Regions from separate parts of the Sus scrofa genome. Here regions 2, 3 and 4 are each linked to region 1. A link is a contact called in public HiChIP or PLAC-seq data. All regions are on one chromosome and are shown on one strand. Each heading gives the region's core, a stretch centred on a gene start, on an enhancer-like site or on the middle of the called end of the contact. The rest is flanking DNA. Distances are from core to core; before and after follow the strand shown.

The links. HiChIP or PLAC-seq counts read pairs in DNA pulled down with a chosen protein or histone mark.
Region 2: an H3K27ac HiChIP or PLAC-seq map of alveolar macrophages shows a contact between it and region 1. The contact joins the enhancer-like site here to the promoter of YWHAZ in region 1. A contact is called at or near these places in 2 of 5 promoter capture datasets (both in liver), 6 of 47 Hi-C or Micro-C datasets (blood, embryonic fibroblasts, fetal skeletal muscle and 2 more) and 2 of 2 datasets of contacts at active chromatin or transcription factors (alveolar macrophages and skeletal muscle).
Region 3: an H3K27ac HiChIP or PLAC-seq map of alveolar macrophages shows a contact between it and region 1. The contact joins the promoter of ZNF706 here to the promoter of YWHAZ in region 1. A contact is called at or near these places in 3 of 5 promoter capture datasets (fetal liver, fetal skeletal muscle and liver), 24 of 47 Hi-C or Micro-C datasets (adipocytes, alveolar macrophages, blood and 13 more) and 2 of 2 datasets of contacts at active chromatin or transcription factors (alveolar macrophages and skeletal muscle).
Region 4: a contact with region 1 is called in an H3K27ac HiChIP or PLAC-seq map of alveolar macrophages. The contact joins the enhancer-like site here to the promoter of YWHAZ in region 1. A contact is called at or near these places in 3 of 5 promoter capture datasets (fetal liver, fetal skeletal muscle and liver), 10 of 47 Hi-C or Micro-C datasets (alveolar macrophages, brain, fetal heart ventricle and 4 more) and 2 of 2 datasets of contacts at active chromatin or transcription factors (alveolar macrophages and skeletal muscle).

What each region holds. Positions count from the first base shown.
Region 1 is chr4:35,977,900-35,981,438 of Sscrofa11.1, reverse strand. It overlaps YWHAZ (tyrosine 3-monooxygenase/tryptophan 5-monooxygenase activation protein zeta), which reads right to left and starts at 1,612. Exons shown (of 5, transcript NM_001315726.1): 1 at 1,311-1,612. The coding sequence starts at 1,604.
Region 2 is chr4:35,746,185-35,749,723 of Sscrofa11.1, reverse strand. No RefSeq gene overlaps it. Among named protein-coding and RNA genes, the nearest start is that of ZNF706, 20 kb to the left of the region's middle. Within about 2 kb of position 1,618, at least 9 of the 83 cell types and tissues checked have an H3K27ac peak or open chromatin away from gene starts, as enhancers often do. A contact at or near this core is called in alveolar macrophages, liver and omental adipose tissue, where this site is marked.
Region 3 is chr4:35,766,120-35,769,658 of Sscrofa11.1, reverse strand. ZNF706 (zinc finger protein 706) reads right to left here and starts at 1,572. Exons shown (of 4, transcript XM_003481371.3): 1 at 1,287-1,572.
Region 4 is chr4:35,837,259-35,840,797 of Sscrofa11.1, reverse strand. All of the region lies in intron 1 of LOC102160303 (a long non-coding RNA gene), which reads right to left. Among named protein-coding and RNA genes, the nearest start is that of ZNF706, 71 kb to the right of the region's middle. Within about 2 kb of position 2,002, at least 58 of the 83 cell types and tissues checked have an H3K27ac peak or open chromatin away from gene starts, as enhancers often do. A contact at or near this core is called in alveolar macrophages, brain, fetal liver and 3 more, where this site is marked.

The sequences.
Region 1 (3,539 bases), core at 363-2,862:
AGAAAAACATGGTATTCTCAAATTTTAAACATTCTTATTACATTCTTAAGCAAACCATAAGACCAACATTTGTCATTTAGCCTCAATAAAAGCATGGAACTCCCTTTTCATGTTAGAAATAAATGATAGCTATCAGTGTAAAGATTTCAAGTTAGTTATCAAAACCAAACTACACACAAAAGATACCACATGAAGACTGTGAGGCCATGTTAAGATAACTGTCCTTTAAAAGAGAGCCTAAAGAAAATTAACATTTGAGAAAAATATTCAATTTAGGAACTGAAGCTATTCCATTAATGTAAAAGAATACCACTACAACTGTACCAAACCCCAAACCCACAACAGCAGAAATAATTCTGTACTGCTCATTACAGCAGTTCTTCCATGAACAACGATCAAATAATAAGTAGTGCAGCTGGATTTTCAGAGAAATTGGGATACTGTATACAAGAGCGCTGCCATAATGAGACCCAATGTATAACCTAAAGTCCTACAATATAAGGGTAATCATTTAGTAAAACCCACTTTAAGTGCAAAAATGCCTGGTTCATTAAAAAGGGAAAGTATTAGCATATATAGGATGTTATATGCTAAATGGTCGATCTTCTACCAGTTTATCCTCAGATTGAAACTCTTCTGAAATAGAAAGTTACCATTTTTAAGAAAATGTTAAAACAGCCAAAATGTAATGTTCAATTTTTCTAAGGTATTTAAAAAAGCAGCCATTCAACACAGTAGGGACTGAATACTTAAAATACTTCTTGAGTGAACCTGGAAAATAAAGCTTGAGATAATCTTTTATTGTGGTTGTCAATGTTCAAAGATGACTTTCAACACTTAAAAGCAGGAAGAAAGAAAAGCAACTGCTAAGCCAGTTTTCACCATGGCTGACTCACTACATTAACATTATAGTGGCTAGCTCAGGGAAGGCTACAATGTCTCCCATTACATCTTACATAAAACAAGACATATAAAATTCCTGCAGTGTATTTTTTACTTTTAAGAAAATCAGCCATAGAACTACCACAAATACTCTAACCACAACTGAAAAATACTATTATCTTCTCCATTAGAAAAAAAATACACTGGCAGTCTATGTGAAATGATTGATAATCATCATTGCATTTATTTTATACCAACTTAATTTAACCACTACTGTTTTAACATCTTTTAGTAAAGATATTCTGGAAGACTTGGAAATCTAGAACACCCCTTTTTTAAAAGGAAAAGAAAAACCAAAAAAAGAAAAAGTTGACAGTAACATAACTGATATTCACTATAGATGCTAGACTGAATGGTTGGATTCTCACCAGTACATCATTGCAGATATCTCTTAGCTCGGTCTCAATTTTCTCTCGGTATTCTCGAGCCATCTGCTGTTTTTTCTCAGCACCTTCCGTCTTTTGCTCAATACTTGAGACGACCCTCCAAGATGACCTACGGGCTCCTACAACATTTTTATAAGCAACTGAGAGAAGATTCCTCTCCTCATTGGATAATTCAGCTCCTTGCTCAGTTACAGACTTCATACAGGCTGCCATGTCATCATATCGCTCAGCCTGCTCGGCCAGTTTGGCCTTCTGCACCAGCTCATTTTTATCCATGACTGGATGTTCTGCAGGAGAGAAAAAGTAGCATTTAGATATTTTTTCCATTAAAACAATCAGACTCAACTTTAATTCTCTTGTAAATAAGCTGTGTTAACACCCCAAACCTAATTACCTATGGAAGATTCTTCACATGAGGAATTTAATGCAGCCTCACAAAAGGATGTTCAGAATGAGAAAAAAAATTGATATACTCAGCATGCAGATGGTCATTTATAGCCATTAACAACAGTTTTGCTTTAGCAAAACTAAAGCAGCTTTGCCTCATCTTTGTTCAGAAGATCCTAATTTCACATAAGGTCAAAGCACATTTGACCAAGAGCCTTGAAAACCAACCTTTATCTTACTTGGTCAAAATTTCCACTCAGTTTCCATTATCACTAAGTAATCCAAAATCAAGGAGCTTATCTTTAGTGAAGACACCACTTACAAAAACATTACTTTCTGTCATACTTGTGCACGATTCATGTCAGTTTAATTTAATTCATGTCCTTTTAGTTTAATAGTTACTCTTATCAGGAGCATTTAAATTTACCACCCCTACCACAAGTCCACTGATCTTTGCAAATTTGTCACCTGATGACAGCATGCCAATTCTCTAGGAGAAATGACCAAATTTCTTGTTTAAGATATTCTCAATATTAACCCACCACCAAGGATCAAGACCAAAGTGGCCCTAAGGGTTCATTTACCTGTACCTTCTTATATGCACAGTCTTAAAAAAAAAAAGGATATATATATATATCTCCATGAGTCCCGGAACTTCAGTTCTATCTGTGAGCTCTAAATTATGCATAGTAAGTGCTTCCAGTGTGACCAGTGTTTCTGATGTCCTTGTTCAGTTTAAATGATGAATTACTGCACTGTTTCTAGCAGTCAAAATTCAATTGAATACATTACTACTCACGCTTCCCTTCCTAATTCTTTCTCTCATTTTAAAGCTCCCTTGACTTTTCAATTTACCCCCGTTATAGTCTTCCTTAAGATATCCTTTTGAAGAGTCGTAAAACAGCAAAGACACTAAACCATACAGTGATCCCAGAGGGTACACAATTTTAAAGAAAAATGTACAGCCTGAGTGTGGAAGAGAAGAGCTACTGTCACTCACTACGGGAATTGACTCCTTTTACCTTCCCAGGGAAATGCCACAATACTTGGGGGGCGGGGGGGTAACACCCCACAAATCCGAACAGGTCCCCACGTATTTAAACAAGTACTTAGCTAGCTTGAATGGGAAGTATATACTGCTTCAGTGTGAAAACCAAAATTGTGATCGCATAACCCTCCAACCCCCTCCCTTCTCGAAATTACTAATGCGTCCCCTAGGACCTAAAAAATGCTCTCAGGCTAATGCTCCTTCTAATGAAAACTATCTAAAACCAGTACAAAGGTTTCTCTCCTCACCCCCTCGGGTACAAGGGGAAGTGGATTAGGTTTCTCATAGAATAACCAGTGCTCCAATGACTCGCCGCACCCATTTAACCCTTAACGGACGTAAGCCGTCGAGATGAGTAAAACAAAATCCGGCCGACTGTGACTTTAAGGTGCAAACCCTTCTGTCCGCGCCATCCGCAACCCCCTCCTTGGCTCCGCCCAAGCTGGTGCCTCCGCTCAGTCCCCGAGTCTCCCTCTTTGTCATGGCGGATCTGTGTCAAGGAGCCCAACCTACTGCCGAGTGTTAATTCCCCCACCAGAGCCGGAGGGAGGAGCCGCGCGCCCCCGCCCGAGCCGGGGAGGGGGAGCTACCCGCCCGCGCCGGGGGCACGGACGCCAGCACCGCCCGCAGAAGCGGAACCACGACGGGCCGGCCGCGGACACACCCCACTCTCCCACCGGCGTCCGTCCGCCCGCCACCGGACACCGCGGGGGCTCATTTAATCTGCAGGGGACCCGACAGCTGCGGCAGGTGGGGGAGGGGGCGAGCCACACCCA
Region 2 (3,539 bases), core at 369-2,868, 230 kb after region 1:
TGTATTAAATAGTTCTCCTCACTTATCTTGTAATTCAATCCTGGAAACATTTGGCCTTTTTCTTCTGAGCAACTGGTCCTTTTTTGTTTGTTTCTTATCTTTTAAACCCTATGACTCTTCTGACTGATTCTTTCTTGGTCACTAGGAAGCTTAGAAATTATGACATACCTACTGTGCAATAATTTTTGGTATATTCTACATTTTTGGTGTATATTGCCCAGGCTTCATTTTACAATGCCATCCTTGTTTTTCTCTAAATCTTCCTTTTTTAAAAAAATCTATTTTGCTCCTTTTGTATTTTGTAAACTTCCTCAAATAAATCCTGGACTAAGGTTAAAATACAAATTAGGCTGCTTTGGTATACTGTTTAAAGCACTGATTATTGAAAGAGAATGTGGCTAGTGACTTTCATATCTATATATATTTATGAGAAATTGGAAATGTTAGTAACAAAGGTGAATCATAAGAACAGATTAAATACCATTCCTTTATAATTAGGGTTATTAGAGATGCTAGGCATTTAATAATAGCAGCATTATTCACATTAGCCAAACTGTGGAAACAACCTAAGTGTACACCAACAGGTAAATGGATAAAAACTGTGGCACAGGAGTTCCCGTCGTGGCACAGTGGTTAACGAATCCGACTAGGAACCATGAGGTTGCGGGTTCGATCCCTGCCCTTGCTCGGTGGGTTGAGGATCTGGCATTGCCGTGAGCTGTGGTGTAGGTCGCAGATGCGGCTCAGATACCGTGTTGCTGTGGCTGTGGTGTAGGCCAGTGGCTACAGCTCCGACTAGACGCCTAGCCTGGGAACCTCCGTATGCCACAGGAGGGGCCCAAGAAAAGGCAAAAAAAAAAAAAAAAAAAAAAAAACCCCAAAAATAAAACAAAAACAAAAACCCCATGGCACATACATGATAAAATAGTATTCAGCCATAAAAAATGAAATTCTGATACCTGCTACAACATGGATGAACCTTGAAAACATTATGCTAAGTGAAAGGAGCCAGACACAAAAAGACAAGTAGCATATGATTCCACTTATATCCAATATCAAGAACAGACAAATTCATGGAAACAGAAAGTAGCAGTTACCATGGCTAGGAGAGGGGAATGGGAAGTTATTGCTTAATGTTTACAGAGTTTCTATTTGGAGTGATGAAAGAGTTTTGGAAAAAGATAGCAGTCATGGTTACACAACATTTTGACTCTACTTAAGGCCACTGAATTATACACTTAAAAGTGATTAAAATGGTAAACTTCATGTTATACCTATTTTACCACAGTCAAATATTTACAAACTAGATTAAATATCATTCTTTTTGTGATTAGGATAATTTGTGTTGCCAGTCTTTAAATGGGTTGTTAGTAGCTGCCATGCAGCTTTTCCACAAGGCATCCTAGAACTCAGGCCCCTAGTTGATCATTATAAAGAAGATCGTGTTTTATGAAAGGAACATTATACTTGAGAATTACATTTCAGAGAACTTAACCAAGGAAGCAGTATTGTGTAAACAGCAGAGAGGATCAGAAATATACCCCAAGAGCCAGGACACTATAGTAATCGTCACACACAAAAAGGTAGTAGAGAAGGGTGGCCTGACTCTGGACACTTGCCAAGGGCCCAGGGTGACCCTGGGCAATGTCTAATATGGTTCAGAAAAATGGCCTGCCCCAGGGGTCAGCATAGTGGGCAGGTAATGACAGACAGAGAAGCAGACAGGGCTACCTTACACACCTCTAGCCATGACAGGTAAAAGCAGACAAGAAGTGGACCCCTGGGAGGCTTACATAGGAGGGGCAAGTTCCCACCCCCTGGGAGAGGCGCAAGACAGGACCCCAATTCTAGGATGGAGTTAAGGGTGTATTCAGTTTCACAGATCAAGAACAGGGAAATAGGGTGTCTGGGAAAGCTATCAAAAGCCTTGACAATAATTATATCCTTCAATTATAAAACTTATTGATAAGGAATTTAATCCACCAAAGTAATTATTTAGCATAAAGATGTAACTATTAACACAAATATTTTTAGAACCAGCAGTGCTTAAAATAATAAAAACTTATGCTTTGAGTTCCCGTTGCGGCTCAGCGGTAATGAACCTAATATTCATGAGGACTGGGTTTGATCCCTGGCCTCGCTCAGTGGGTTAAGGATCTGGCATTGCTATGGCTGTGGTGTAGGCCAGCAGCTGCAGCTCAGATTCGACCCCTAGCCTGGGAACTTCCATGTGCCATGGGTGTGGCCCTAAAAAACAAATAAACAAGCAAACACTTATTATTAACTTATATGCCCAGCAGTAAGGATACCCATCCAGCAAAATAACCCTGTTCATTAAAAATGCTTTTGTGGAAGAATTTGCAAAGGCATGTAAATCTAGGACCAATCCTGTGGCATATGGAGGTTCCCAGGCTAGGGGTTGAATTGGAGCCTTAGCCGCCGGCCTACACCACAGTCACAGCAATGCAGGATCTGAGCCTGCGTCTGTGAACTAGACCACAGCTCACAGCAACACCGGGTCCTTAACCCACTGAGCAAGGCCAGGGGTCGAACCCGCAACCTCATGGTTTCTAGTCAGATTCGTTAAGCACTGCACCACCAAGGGAGCTCCAAGACACTTCCATTTTTATATGTACTATAACTATTCCTTGGTTAGATCTCTAAGTACTCCACCGAACAAATCAAAGTAGATTACATGGCCAGCATTTCATATCTGAAGCTATCTATGTTACTCACCTTCTTTTTGCTGCAAAGTAAGCTCATGGGATAAGAAGGGTCTTTCTTTCACTCATTTCATCTAAAAATGTCAAAGTATTTTATGACCTTTGTGTAGTTCACAAAAGAACAATTTTTAAAATTTTTGCATAAATGTGGAGGCAAAAGACTGGATTAAAAAGTTTGCTTCTGTGAGTTCCCTTCGTGGCTCATCGGAAAAGAATCTGACTAATAACCATGAGGACGAAGATTCTCGATCCCTGGCCTCACTCAGTGGGCTAAGGATCCAGAGTTGCTGTGAGCTGTGGTGTAGGTCACAGATGTGGCTCTGGCATTGCTGTGGCTGTGGCATAGTTCAGCCGCTATAGCTCTGATTTGACTCCTAACCTGGGAACCTCCATATGCTTTGGGTGCAGCCCTAAAAAGACCAAAAAAAAAAAAAGGTTTGCTTCCGTTATTACAGAGGGGCCATGCTCAGTAATAAATACCACTTTCATTCATTCATTCACTCATTGAACACCTACCAGGTGCCCAGCATTGGTTAACACCAAACAGAGCTCCTGGTTATAGGCTGCTTACATACTAAGGGGGAGGGAGGGGCAGACCACCACTCCCTGTAAGTAAACATACATGATTGTCGGTAATGATAGATGCTATCAACAAATTCAGCAGGGGGCAGTAAGAGTGGATGCAGAGGCTGCTTAAGTAGAGTGTTCAGGAAAGTCCCCTCTTTGAGAAGCCATACATGTCAGTGCCAGGAGGAAATATCCAGCCCTTGACACTTCTATAAAATAATAAGCCATGTCATTTCATATTTCCTATTC
Region 3 (3,539 bases), core at 323-2,822, 210 kb after region 1:
GAAGTTGTTAGCTATTTTAACATTTTCATGCAGGGATCTGTACAAAGGAATGCCATTAAATACACATTATTTTTAACTTTTGCAGTTCCAATTTCTTCTAATACATAACATTACACGATAGATTTAACCCATTTTCACTGTCATCTAACAAAAGTAACAAACAAGCCATGAAAGCTTTAATAAATACGTCTGTGGTTGCTGTTCTTATTTTTGAAATAGAAAGCCTAACATCAGGTAAAGGAAACTCAATTAGTCTAAATGTGTTAAGATCGGCCCCTAAGTTCTAACACGCTGCATTGATTTCCTTCCTGAAAGCAGAAATGCAAACGAACAAACCACCTGCTTTTGGACAGCTCAACTTAGGACTTGCTCTCAAGCCAATCGAATTTTCTACAAAACCTTAAGCAATAACTAAGCATAACTTCTCCCTGATTAAATGCGCCAAACTGTGGAGCAGGAAGTCATGTACAACCCTAAAAGTTGGTTTTTAATATAACTCTTATTTTGGACGATTCTCGGAGGGGGCTGCAAAGAGGGAAGTAACAGAGCGAATAACGAGTTCTTCCAAAACGAGGAGCTCTTATCGGAGGTAACAAGTTAAGCACTGCCCCAAAGACCCTCTTAGAACCAAAACAAATAAGAGAGGAAAAAAAAAGATTTTGGATCCAGGAAGTAGGATCATCCTCCCTAAGAATGTGAAGCGAAGAGGCCCAGGCAGTGTTCAACATCCTGACCCTGGCTTTTAACTCCATCCGTTTTGGAGAGGCAGAGGATGAAAGCACCAGCCGTAAGGTCTATTTCTCTCAGCACTTCGCTGAACCCAGCTGCAGCCGGGCGCATCTTCCTTCTCGATCCGGTCTCTTCAGCCTCAGAGAGCCCCCTCCTCTTTTCTGCCACCCAGTCTCTCTCTACCCGCCACTCCCCACGGACCCCGGCCCGAGACGTGCCTCCCGGAGGCCTCAGCTGTCCGAAACCCGGCCCCTTGACCACGGGGAGTCCCGGCCTCGAGAAACCGGCCAGCTGCTGTCGCCAGAGGGTAAGGTTACCGCTCGGCTACCGGTCTGCGACCCGGCCACCTGCAGGGCCTGGCAGGCGCCCGAGCTTCCCCTCCTTCCGCGGCCCGCGCCGGACAGGACGGGCTCGGCCGCCCCCGGGAGGCGGGGCAGGCCGGTGGCCCCTCGCGACCTGTGGTAACCCCCATGGTTCCCGCCGACCCCGCCGGCGGGCCCCCACCCGGGCTCCCGGGCGTCCTGTGCGGCGTCAGCGCCGCCCCCACAGCCGCTTACCCGGGCCGGGACAGTCTTGCGTCTGAGAGACCGCGCAGCGCGAGAGCGCCGGGGAGGTGGCCGGAGAGGAAGGGGAGCGCGTCCAGCACCGCTTCGACCTCCTCCACCCGCCAAGGAGGGGAAAAGGGAGAGCCGAGAGCACAACAGCCCGCGCCTCACACCCGCCGCCGCCGCCGCCGCCGCCGCCGCGCGCGCCCGCCGCCGCCTCAGCCTTGGGGGAGGCCACTACGCCTCGTGCTCGCGCACGCCGCGCTGCTCTCCCAGTCGCCCCAGCGCCGCCCGCTTCTCCCTGCTCCCGCCCACTCGCCTTCCTGCTGAGGCCTCCTCCCCGCCCCCACTCTCTAGCGCGCCTGCCCCTCTTCCGGCCGCGCGGGCCAATGGCAGCGCGCCCCTATTACATAAGTGGAGAGGCGGGGCCTGCAGGCTGAAGGCGGCCCCTCAGAGAAGGGAACTGCAGGGGACGTCGCGCTCTGTCCTCTGTGCCCCTCCCCTGCCGCGTGCTCTCTCCGGGCGGCTTTAGCCGGCCCTGGGACCCGCGTGATCTCGGTCCTGGCTGGTGACGGCCCGCAGTGTGATTCACAAGTCGCTCGCTCACTCATTCGGGCGGTGGCCGGGCCTCAGCCCCTGCGTCCCAGGTCACGAGCCTCCCACCTCGGCGGCGCCCTCCTGTGTCCCAGCCTGGGGAGGGTCCCGGTGAGGCGCGCCAGCCCCGCGGCGCTAAGGGTCGCCGACCCGGGAGCCCGCCACCCAGGCGCACTGCCGTCCCCGCCTCCTGTGAGGCCCGGGCGGGCTGGTCGGCCCTTAACTGGGACGTGCAGCCTTTGTTCGCTCACCAGCTGCCCTTTACCTCGTTTCCGGGGAAACCCTGGTTACTCTACGAATCTGGGAATTTTAGAGAGTTCAAGATTCAGGCCTGAGTGTCTCGCTGAAAATTGCCGGCCAGGCCTCCCTGACCATTTTAGTCTAACTACTTAGCAGTTTAATCAGTTGTTACTATTTGGGGGAATTGTGTGTGTGTGTGTGTGTGTGTGTGTGCGCGTGTGTGTTACTTGACTTAGAGGCCACGACGGCTAATTTCCAATATGTGATCAAGAGCATGGCGATTTAGTAATTATTAAATCTGTTTATCTGGAAAGGCCTTTTAGACCTTGGCTTTAGTCTGCTGCTTCCCTCCTCCCCCCTCCCCTCGCCTCCGCCGCCGCCACCCAACACACGTTTGTTTCAAATTAGAACTACAGATCCAACAACAAAGGAACTCTTGGCATTTGACATTCTCACCTTGCCTCCGCTCTCCTAATTTATCTGTCAGCGCCCAGGAAATGGTAGTTGAATGTAAATACATGGCAAGTTACTAGGATAACTTGGGTGGACCGGGGTATATATATCACAGAATTGTTGAAAATAGCCAGGGAGGAGTTAACTGCTTAATGAATTTGGGTGGCATACAACTTGTTCAGTCGTTCCTTTTCCTCCCCACTTCAGGTCCTCTCACTTTTCACACCCTCCCTTCCATATTGCAGTTTTAAACGACAGGTTCAAATTTTAATCTCTCTCCAGTGCTCAATTGTAAGCTCATTTTCGCCGCTGCATACCCAGTGCTTAGCAGTATATGAAATATAGTAGGGGGTGAGTAAATGGCTATTGATCAGATTAACTGATGTGTATCAAGAAAGCAGAACTGGGAGTCCCCATCGTGGCGCAGTGGAAACAAATCCCACTAGGAACCATGAGGTTTCGGGTTCGATCCCTGGCCTTGCTCAGTGGGTTAAGGATCCAGCGTTGCTGTGGCTGTGGTGTAGGCCCGCAGCTGTAGCTCCGATTGGACCCCTAGCCTGGGAACCTCCATATGCCGCGGGTGCAGCCCTAAGAAGACAAAAAAGAAAAGAAAGCAGAACTTATCGATGTATGAAGCCATAGCTTAACTATTAAGTCACCATAACTGTATAATTATATTAACCTGGCTAATAGGAAGGAAGCACATGAGGCACTTGGGAAACCTAAAGACAGGAAATTGGAAGAGTTGTGTTTCTCTAGCCATGAAAGAGACTGGACGATGAAAAGGACAGGGAAATCTGATTGGCAAAGCTGTCTTTTTAACTAGATAGGTGATTTCTGTGGTGAAATAGGATTACCATGTCACTTGTTACCCAGGCCTAGATGAAATATCTGGTAGAGCCAGTGTTTCTTAAATTTTTGAGTTGTACCTCCTTTGAGAATTTGGTAAAAGCCGTAGACTTTGCCCCCAGAAAGTTC
Region 4 (3,539 bases), core at 753-3,252, 140 kb after region 1:
TTCAAGTAAAGTGTTTACACTAGTTCATGGCACATTGTAACTGCTCAAAACAATATTAGTCACTATGACGCATTCATGAGAATCCGCCTGGCTAATAGCTGATTCGCCTAATCAGGAACCAGGAGGCAATGAAGAGGCAGGGGCTGGGGGGAACAAGCCTGGATGGAGAGGGGGCCACCTTGGGACTTAACTGCCCTGAGCCTCAGTTTCTTCATTCGTAAAGTGGGGATCACATAAAATAACACCCGCAAACCTTGTCGTACAATATCTGGCTGTACTAAGTGTAAAATAAATATTTGCAACTCTCGTGTTTCAGATAAGGAAACTGAGGCACAAAGAGGAAAGAACTTGACAAAGGTTACCAGCCAGTAAGTGGAAAAGCTGAGATTTAAGCCAGGGCTGTCTGTTTTTAGAGTCACATACCCACACTTCAAACAAATTGTTGAGAATATAATTTATTCACTCATTTTTTTCTTTTTAGGAGCAGTTAACAGAATAAGATGACATTTCCCAAGCAAGGGGATAAATTTGTTCTTAAACCCAATTTCCAGTGATTTTTTTTCTCTATCCTCTTTTGCTAGACTAGCAGCTTTTAAAGCAGAGATTATATAAAAATTCATTCGACATGACATTAGACATAATAGACTCTTCTGGGGGTCCAGGCCCATTAGCGGCAGATAGGCTTAAGCTACAGTGCATATACCCAAGTCCACTTACCATGATGAAACATCCTCCCGAGAAAATCAAGTGGTGTGAAAATGCCAGCTAATACTGCTTGTTTCCGCTTGTACTCAGTACCACCAAAGTAGAAAGGATGGGTTTAGAAGCGCCTTTTTTTTTTTTTTTCTGTCTTTTTGCCATTTCTACGGCCGCTTCTGCGGCACAAGGAGGTTCCCAGGCTAGGGGTTGAATTGGAGCTGTAGCCGCAGGCCTACACCAGGGCCACAGCAACATGAAGCCACAGCAACACGGGATCCAAGCCGCGTCTACAACCTACACCACAGCTCATGGCAACGCCAGACTCAACCCACTGAGCGAGGTCAGGGATCGAACCCTCAACCTCATGGTTCCTAGTCAGATTCGTTAACCACTGAGCCACAACGGGAACTCCTAGAAACTCCTTGAGGACGGCTGCAATGCAGGTTTAGCCCGTGCACATAAATTAAACACAGGTGTGGAGGCCTGGTGACCCTGACCTGACTCCTTCTGCCAACTGCTAGTTGTGCCTCCTTGCAAACTCAACTCATGATCCTTCAGTGGGGACCCATTTGTAGTTAAGGCATCTAAGCTCAGGGGGAACCTCCTCAAAATCAGTGACTCTCAAAGTCAAGTCTACCAAGCACCTGCTTAGAAAACGTCAGGACCCTTGTTAAAATGCAGATTCCACAGCTGTAGCTGGTTCTGTTGAATCTCAGGCTCTGCCAACAAGGCTGGCGGATGTGCATTTCTGACAAGTTCTCCAGGTGACCCTAGGCCCGCTTTCTCAGCCCATACCCCAGGCAGGTGTGGGGACATGGGGCAGCTATAGAGGAATCTTCCTGACCGTGTCACGATGGGTCTATCTGGGAGCTTTGCCTCAAGCCTCAAAATCACGATCCTCCTGGAGGTGGCATCCTCAGGGACGGTGCCTCTCGCTCAGCGCTGTGTGAGTGCTGGAGTGACCTTGCTTATGAATTACGAGTAAAGGGCTTTTTAGAACAGAAGCCACCTCTCCCTGGTTTCTGACTTTTTGGCGGCCTCATGAAACAAACCAGCTTCAGGAAAGGGATGCACGTGGTGGGGGGCCATGTGGCCGTGCACCCAGCAGGCGGCCATGACTCAGCTCCGGGGGCTCGCGCCCAGTCCCGGGGCTGGGCGGGTTTGATCAACAAAGAGCTCGAATGCGCACTCCCCGGGCGGCGGCGCACCTGCCCACCTGCCTGCTGCCGGGCTGCCCGGCCCCACCCCTTCCGGAGGCGGCCCTGGAGGCGGCCGTTGCCGGCCCGGTGGGGGCGGGGGCGAGAGCAGGCTGCGGCCCCCGCCCTCTGAGTCACCCCTACCCGCCGGAACCGAGCGGGCCGCCGCCTGGTCCCGCCCCGCCTCTGCGCCTGCGCGCTGCACCCGTTCTCCCAGCCCCACTCAAGGCGCGGGCGGAGCCCGGCGAACTCGCTCCCCCTGCGTTTCTGGCACCCAGACTGCTGGGCTTCCAGAGCAGGAGCCCCTACCCCGCGTCCCTCCACAGGCGATGTCTGTCTAACCGCGCTCGCGCCGGCGGGCAGGAAAGCCAGTCTGTCTCTGTCCTATTACTGGGCCTCCCTGATGCTGCTCTCAAACCTCTGCCTGGGAAGACAGGCAAGTAGCTAGTGGCACCCAGACTCCACAGCTGTCAACTGTCCCTTTTCTTCTGCTAGTGGTTCTCAAAGGTTGCTGCCCATTGGAATCACCTGGGGAGCTTTTAATAAACTGGACAGTTAAATCAGAACCACAGATGTGGGCCCCGGGCATTGGCATTAGTGCAAAGCTATCCAGATGATTCCTGTGTACAGCCTGGGCTGCGAATCCCGAACCACGGATGCAGAGGCGGGTTTCTCAAACTTTAAACGGCATCGAAATTGCCTGGAATCTTGTTAAAGTTCAGATTCCCTCTCAGAAGGCCCGGCAGGGGCCTGAGAGACTGCATTTCTAACAAGCTCCCAGGTGCTGCTGAGGCTGCACGACAATAAATGCTCCGTGTCCCTTTACCTTTTCTCTTGTATTGTGATAGGGAAGACATGGGCTTTGGAGCAGGTAGGGGTTTGAATCTCACCTCTGCCACTTCTAGCTTGGTGAAACTGGATCTTGTTTCTTTGTATGTGAGGGCTTGATACTCTCGAGTTTCTGGTGAGGGTGACATGAGATGATGTACAGAAGGCACCTAGCACTCAGTGAGTGTTCAGAGAAGGTCCCCTGTGTTAGGATGGCTTGGCTCTCCAGTGACCCTCATGGCTGATTCGGCCAGGGATTGGCAGAAGCAGAAGGCGGTCCGTTCAGGTTCCCACTTCCCTGCTCTCCTTCCTGTTAGGAGAACTGGGGTCGAAGCCAAAACACTCACATGAAGGGGAGAAGGGGTATAAAGGCAGGAGGCAGGTGTGAGTTGGGGGAGCTGGAGAGATGGGGCAGTGGCAAGGAAGGTCCATGTGAGAGCCCTGAGGAGGGCAGTGGGACCATTCCTACTGGTGGTGAGCTCCACTCTTGGTCTTGCTCTCCTGAAACTTTAGCCCGTATATGTCTCATTTGGGGGCCCAGTGAAGGGGCTGGAAGACAGAGGTTTTGCATTAAATCTTACTGCTTTGTTTGAGACCAGTGGTGGGGACCATGTGCAATAAGATTGTGTGTGTCATGAGATCTGTGGATGCTCCATCAGGCTCTTCCCAAATGCAAGGCACGTTTGGGATTCTCTTGTTAATGTTTGAGATTGTAATTCTCTTTTCTTTTAAACCATGGGCATTTCTTAGGCCGCTCCCACAGTATATGGAGGTTCCCAGGCTAGGGGTCGAATCGGAGCTGTAGCCACCGGCCTA